Linked DNA regions of Delphinus delphis: region 1 is linked to region 2. The links are chromatin contacts, called in public Hi-C maps. All regions are on one chromosome and are shown on one strand. Each heading gives the region's core, a stretch centred on a gene start, on an enhancer-like site or on the middle of the called end of the contact. The rest is flanking DNA. Distances are from core to core; before and after follow the strand shown. Region 1 holds the start of DYNLT2 (dynein light chain Tctex-type 2). Region 2 holds the start of PSMB1 (proteasome 20S subunit beta 1).

Region 1 (3,224 bases), core at 254-2,753, 490 kb before region 2:
TTCCCAATTCAAATTTCTTACCTGTAGAAGCCCAGATTTTAAAGGCAGCTATGGTTAATCACATTCATAGCAAATAAGCAAGAACTGCCTTGGTCCATGTTCCCTTTTCCCCAGATTCTGGCCTATATACCAAGTGAACCTATCTGTCGTCCCTCCTTTTGGATTCAGACTTCCTCACTTTTCAAGACTTCAGATCTTCAGTAGACAGTAAGTTTATAAAAGGCACCTCAAAATACAAATATTTTTCATTACTGCAGGCGACCTATCTTTTTCTCAGACTTATTACGAGGCAATACAACAAAGTTTCTGGGAGCATGAATTTAAAATCCAATATATTAAGGTTTCTGGCCTTGCTGTGCTTTTGCTTGGTTCTGAGAACTTGCCCTATTTATTTTTCCTCCTTTTGTTTCTCTTTCCTCTGTAAAATGTAGACACCAAAGAGCAGTCATTAGAACCCTGAAATGTTGCCATGACTTTTTTTTGGGGGGGGGGGTTGGGAAGGATTCTGTTATTTGAAATAAGGATCTTCAAAAATTAGTGTTTTGGGCTTCCCTGGTGGCACAGTGGTTGAGAGTCCACCTGCCGATGCGGGGGACACGGGTTCGTGTCCCGGTCCGGGAGGATCCCACATGCCGCGGAGCGGCTGGGCCCGTGAGCCATGGCCACTGAGCCTGCGCATCTGGAGCCTGTGCTCCGCAACGGGAGAGGCCACAGCAGTGAGGGGCCCGCGTACCGCAAAAAAAAAAAAAAATTAGTGTTTTGCCTATTATCTCTCCTTCATCCTGTTGATTATGGGTCCCACGAAGTAGGTATGAAAGGAACAATTATAGGCAAGTGGACCAGAAGTCCCAGCTCTATGATTACAGTTTTGTACTGTAATGGTTTTCACACTATGCTCATACAGAAATCATGGTGTTACACCACCAATAAAACTGAATGTCATTTTGCATTAATTTCAGACAGTAAGTTAATGAACAGAATTATTTTCAATTTAACTTTCTCGTACGTTCCTCAAATAGTGAGGCTGCTGCTGTTTACAAAAACTCAAAACATCTCATTGTTCTGCTTGGTATATCCAATCCAAATATTATTATTATTATTTTGAAGCACAGAACACGTACACCTACTTCTGGCTGGTAAAGCTGCGGTTTGTGTGGTGGCACTAAACACACTAAAATTACGTATTTCTGGGGAAAGCGCCTCTTAGGAAACCTGGGCTGAACAAATCTGAAGAGAACTGAAGAAGCTGTTTCAGTCAGTTAGCGCGGTGGTCTAGGGTCTACACCACAAAAGCCGGAGCTCTGCAGCCCAGGGGCTGGCCCTCGTCCCGAGTCTCCTCACTCACTGCCTCCTTCTCGAACATGCTAGGCCTCCTCTCTTTCCGAGGCATCATCGGCGGCTGCTGAGGCGCCGCGGCCGAGGGCGGTTTCCCACCCCAGCCCCGCTTCTCCATCGCGCAGGCTCTCGCGGACGATTTCCGTGACAGGGTTTCGCTCGCGCCTGCGCCGCGGGAGCCGGAAGTGCGCTGCAGGGAGGGCCGTGACGTAACGTGACGTGGCATGGCGTGGCTTGCGTCATCCCTCGGCGCCGTGGACGGGAGCCGTAAGTCATGGAGGTAGAGTTGCAGTCGCCGGTTCTCCTGAGCGCGCCCCGCGGGGTGCGGCGCGGGAAGCGCCGTCCGGGCCGCAGCCGGTGCCGCGGCGGAGGGCGGCCGTGCCTGCGCTGGGTGGCGCCTGCTGGACCCGTCCCGCCCCGCCCTCCTGCTTCTTGGCGCCGCCCGACCCCACGTCGTTCCTGGGGCTCGAGGTCCCGGCTGCAGTCCGCGAGGACGTGGTGTGGGGGCCGAGGGGACGCCTTGCGCGCGTGTGGAGGCTCTGTGGCCTCGACAGCCACGGCCCGGAGCTGTTCACCGGGGCCGGGTCGTGCACGCACAACGCGCCGTTGGTTATAGTTTTTGTTCTGACTGGCTTTCGCCCCAAGGGAAGTTTTCGCTAGGTGGTACCCTGAGCAGTGTGGGAAGTATGTGTAGGAATACTCGCCTCTGGCTCACATTTGCAAGTCAGAATTACATTGGACATTTTTAGGCCATTTTGATAACGTAAAACTAAATCACAAGGGTCTCATTAACTGACCGTAGATCGGATTCAGTGGGGTTGCCTCAAAATAAGGATTTTACTTACATTCCTGCCTCGGGGAGTTCAATGTCAGTCATCTGTCAGCAGTTTTAGCACTAGCTGCTGCTTTCTGAGTACTGTGTGCCAGGTGCTTTTCAAGTATCATCTCTAAGTACTGCAACCAGAGAAGGCGATAATATTTTGCACCGCTTTACAGTTAAAAGCCTCGGGTATGTTAAGTAACGTTTTCAAGGCAAGAGGTAAAGAGTCTGAGAAAGGATTCAAACTCAGATCATTCTAGCTGTCAAGCACAGGCCGTTTGCACTACCCCATGCTGCTCTGGACAAGACACTGAAGTACAAAAAGGGCGTGGGAGGTGCACACACATGTACATAAACATGCAGGGTTTCTGGCTTCTGGGGGGGGGACAGGCATGTTCCTGAGTGTAATACACAGGATGATGTATTTATTGTTATGAGTGACAGAGCATTGCAGCATCTAATGTTTGTTGATTTGAGGTTGGATTTTATTGTCCAACAGAGTATGGGCTTAAAAGTTAACCCAGAAGCCAACTTGTAGAATTGTATGTGTGTTGGTAGGGGTAGCATATAGCCATTCCTCAGATCTGAAGGTCTTGGAGACCTGGAGGGGTGTATTGCAGCTCAGGGTAGGAGGAGCCAATCATTCATGTAACTCTTATTTTTCATTTATTGTGTGCCAGGGTCTATGCTGTGTCCTGGGGTTACAGCATTGTATAAGGCGTGGTCTCTGTGCTCTAAGATCTTACTGTTTGGTTGAGTCTGAGGGACAACTGTGTCGATCCAGTGCCTACAACCAAAAGGAACCCTTTTTACAACTTCAGGTGCCAAATCCAGGGCCCATTCTGCTCGTGGAGTAGATGGGCTTTTGTGCAGAAATACCATTTCTGTCTGTCACCTGTCACTCCAGAACTACAGCTCATTCCTTTAGAGTTCGAATCCTGTTTAAAAATGCAAGGAGTCCCTTTTGATGTGAATGTGACCTTTTAGAGTTATATTTCTGTGTTAGTCCAGAGACAAACCACACTAGTTTTTGCACTAAGATAATTTGGTATAAAGAGTTAACTAGGTA
Region 2 (3,101 bases), core at 475-2,974:
TTCATCTCAGATGCTCAACCTGCCCCTTGCCTGCTGGCGCGAGAAACACGTTCAGATAGTAACGAACGGTTAGGTCCATTTTTAAACCTCTTCCAGAGCAGAGCCCAGATATCAATTTCTACCTCCCGTCCACGCAAACCTGCCCGTCCACATCGAGACCCAGTGACCGGCCTGTACGGTGAAGCCCTGAGGAACAAGATCGAACCGAGCAACCACGGAGAGGGAGGCCTGCGGCTGGCGGGGCAAAGCCGGGTAGCCATGCCGACAGCCTTAGGCAGGGACATGGGGGGAGAAAGAGGAAGCGGCGGCTCTCCGGGCTTTACCCTCCGTTGAAAGCGTAGGGCGAAAAGCGCAGCTGCAAAGGGCCCGGGGCGCTGTGAGGCTCCATGGCCGGGTCTCTCCCCGGGCCCGAGTACGCGGCTACCGAGGACAACATCCCGCTGCTCCGCTCCTGCTGTCTCACGGCGAGATGGCGGCCCCTACCGGAAATGGCGCCACTTCCGGCTTCGCGGCGCTGCCTCCGGCCGCTCGGTCTCACGCCGGTCATTGGTCCTAGAGGCAAGCGTCGTAACCTTCCGGTGAGTAGCCGGTGCCCGCTCTTCCAAGAGAGCTGACAGAGAGGTAAAGGCTTTCTCTGCCAAGGAAACATTCGAAATCACTCTTGATGGATAAAAATTTTAAGGTCTGACCTTACAAAGAAATTGGCAAAACTATGGAGCAACGGAAGCTCGAAGACTCTATTGGAGCGTAAATTGGTACAGCCATATTTCGAACAGGGATTGGCATTACTCGGCATAGTTAAATACACACGCATCATGACCCAGCAGTGTCACGCAGAGGTATGTACCCTGGCCAGAAAGACGTGTAAGAATGTTCATAAAACCTTGTTCTTAACGGCCCCAAAGTAGAAATGAGCTAAATGTCCATAAACTGCAGGATGGATAAAGCAACTGAGGGATGTGTCACAGCAAAAAATTAACCTACTTCAGCTAGAGCGAAGGCACATCAACATGGATGAGTCTTCTAACGTTGAGCAAAAGAATACATACTATATACTTTAGGAGTACACAGTAAGTAGGAAGGGCCTGTGTGGCTGGGGACGGGTCGTGGTGCTGGCAGTACTGGTTGTCTTTACTTGATTTAATACCGTCTGTTAATCTGTACATGGGTTTATGTACTTCTGTATATGAATATTATATTTTACAATTTAAAAATGTTATGTAAAAAAGCAGACAAGCAGCTGGCTAATATAGAATGGACTGTCTGATATATACATGCAATTCTGGAAGCAGAGAAGATTTTTGAAAAGTACTTTTTTAATTAAAACTTTCCCCATACTTAAACAAAGGATTTTCTTTGATGGTTATGGACAGAGAAGTATTGTACTTATTCAGGTACTGGCCTGGATAGAAGAATTCTGTAAAACATTTCCTATCCTTAAGGAGCTCACAACCTCATTGATTATATGAAGTACAAAGGAAAGCATTACAACATGTAATTATGCCTAAATGAGCCATAGGAGAGGTACTCTGGGGTCCAACTACCTATAGTCTCTTTGTGACCAATGTAAAAATACTGTATAAGATGGTAGCAGCAGAATTAAAATATAATCGAATTTGTAAACCAGGTGTGTTTTTTGTTTGTTTGTTTTATCATTCTACATGTTTGAGAATAGCTAACATGCTTACCATGTGCCAGGCGCTGTTCATGCATTTCCTTAATCCATCTCACAGTCCTTAGAGGACACGTGCTATTATTACTCCATCCTACAGACGAAGAAACTGAGGCGGAGAGGTCTGGTAACTTGCTAAATGTCACATCGCTAGTCGGTTTAAGCAGTCAACATTTAAAAATCAGTCTTGCCTACTACATCCAGCAACAACCAATCGTAAAATACTCTGACAGGGTGGCCTCGCCGGAAGGCAGAAGAGCTCCGCCCCGCCCCTTGTTTCCCTTAAGCCGAATACCCAGCAAATCACAGGAAGTGACGCAACACCCACACTTCCCATGGCCCGCGCTGCACGGTGGGCTGCCGGCCGAAGCCGAGGGCGGAACTGGCGGAAGTGACGTTAACAACGCGCGCCAGGAGTTCTGTAGGGTCGGGAACGGTCGCCGTAGCGGGCGCCTGGGCCGTTTGCGGCTTAACGTCGTTTTCGCCGACTGTTAGTTGTCTCTGCAGTGACTCCAGGTAAAAAAGCCCTTTGAGCTTTTCTCGGAGGTTTCGTGTAGAGGTGACCGCTGCAGCGGGGCCCTGGGGTGATGGTGGGAGGAGGCGCGGAATGGACGGGGACACCGCGCGGGGGCTGTTCCTCCCGCTCGTGCTGCCGCAGCTTCGGCCTGTACCGGCTGCCTATCCCACCGAGTGCCTTCCTCTGCCGTAGTTCGAAAGCGGCTTCCCATAGTACGAGCGTGTGGTGCAGGGTGCTGGGAGGGGCCTGAGACAGGACAGTCCCGCGCATCCAAGACGCGGAGTCTTTATGTCCTGCCATCCGTTAATTCCTCTCGATATTCAAAGGGAGATTCACCCTGGCCTGTGCCCACCTGTTTTGCTACCAGCAGTGGTGGTTTTATAATAAAGTTGCGCTTGAGACTTTTTAACGTTTTGTCAGAGGCCGGAGAGTTCAGGCACGCTAGAGCGTTAAGATACAAATACACACCACTTTCCTTACGAGGTCTCCCTCCCTAGGCCCTGGACTGTGTGATTTTCTCGTTTAAAACTCCAGGTAGACGTCTCTGAAAAGATTATGCTTGATTTACATATGCAGTCACTAGAAGGCTATGCAGAATTAATTGAGTCTTTTCCCTTATCAGTGATTATTTCCAAAAAATATCGAATTTGACCAAAAAATGAGGAGATTCTGCAAACAACTCTCTTTTGTGAGGATACAGTAGTGCGGTAATAGTTGTGCGGTTTTAATGACACAGGGGAGGAAAGATGGTCAGTTCCATCACTGGGAGTGAGAGATGAGCTCTGAAAATGGTTACATGAGGCCTCAACCTAGTTCCACAGATTTGTTATCTAGACTTAGTTTGTAAAAAGGGGTCTGGAGCCACCAGTTTCTGGATAATCTGTAGTCATATTAATGAGTGGTTTAAATCCT

The links. Hi-C and Micro-C count contacts between places; a contact is called where the count stands out from the background.
Region 1: a Hi-C map of muscle shows a contact between it and region 2, with 10 times the contacts expected there. The contact joins the promoter of DYNLT2 here to the promoter of PSMB1 in region 2. A contact is called at or near these places in 3 of 3 Hi-C or Micro-C datasets (lung and muscle).

The regions. Positions count from the first base shown.
Region 1 is chr14:791,070-794,293 of mDelDel1.2, reverse strand. It overlaps DYNLT2 (dynein light chain Tctex-type 2), which reads right to left and starts at 1,503. Exons shown (of 4, transcript XM_060030462.1): 1 at 1,346-1,503. The coding sequence starts at 1,453. It overlaps ERMARD (ER membrane associated RNA degradation), which reads left to right and starts at 1,581. Exons shown (of 18, transcript XM_060029612.1): 1 at 1,581-1,615. The coding sequence starts at 1,610.
Region 2 is chr14:298,914-302,014 of mDelDel1.2, reverse strand. PSMB1 (proteasome 20S subunit beta 1) reads right to left here and starts at 1,724. Exons shown (of 7, transcript XM_060029599.2): 1 at 1,689-1,724; 2 at 324-634. The coding sequence starts at 1,709. It overlaps TBP (TATA-box binding protein), which reads left to right and starts at 2,071. Exons shown (of 9, transcript XM_069541355.1): 1 at 2,071-2,188.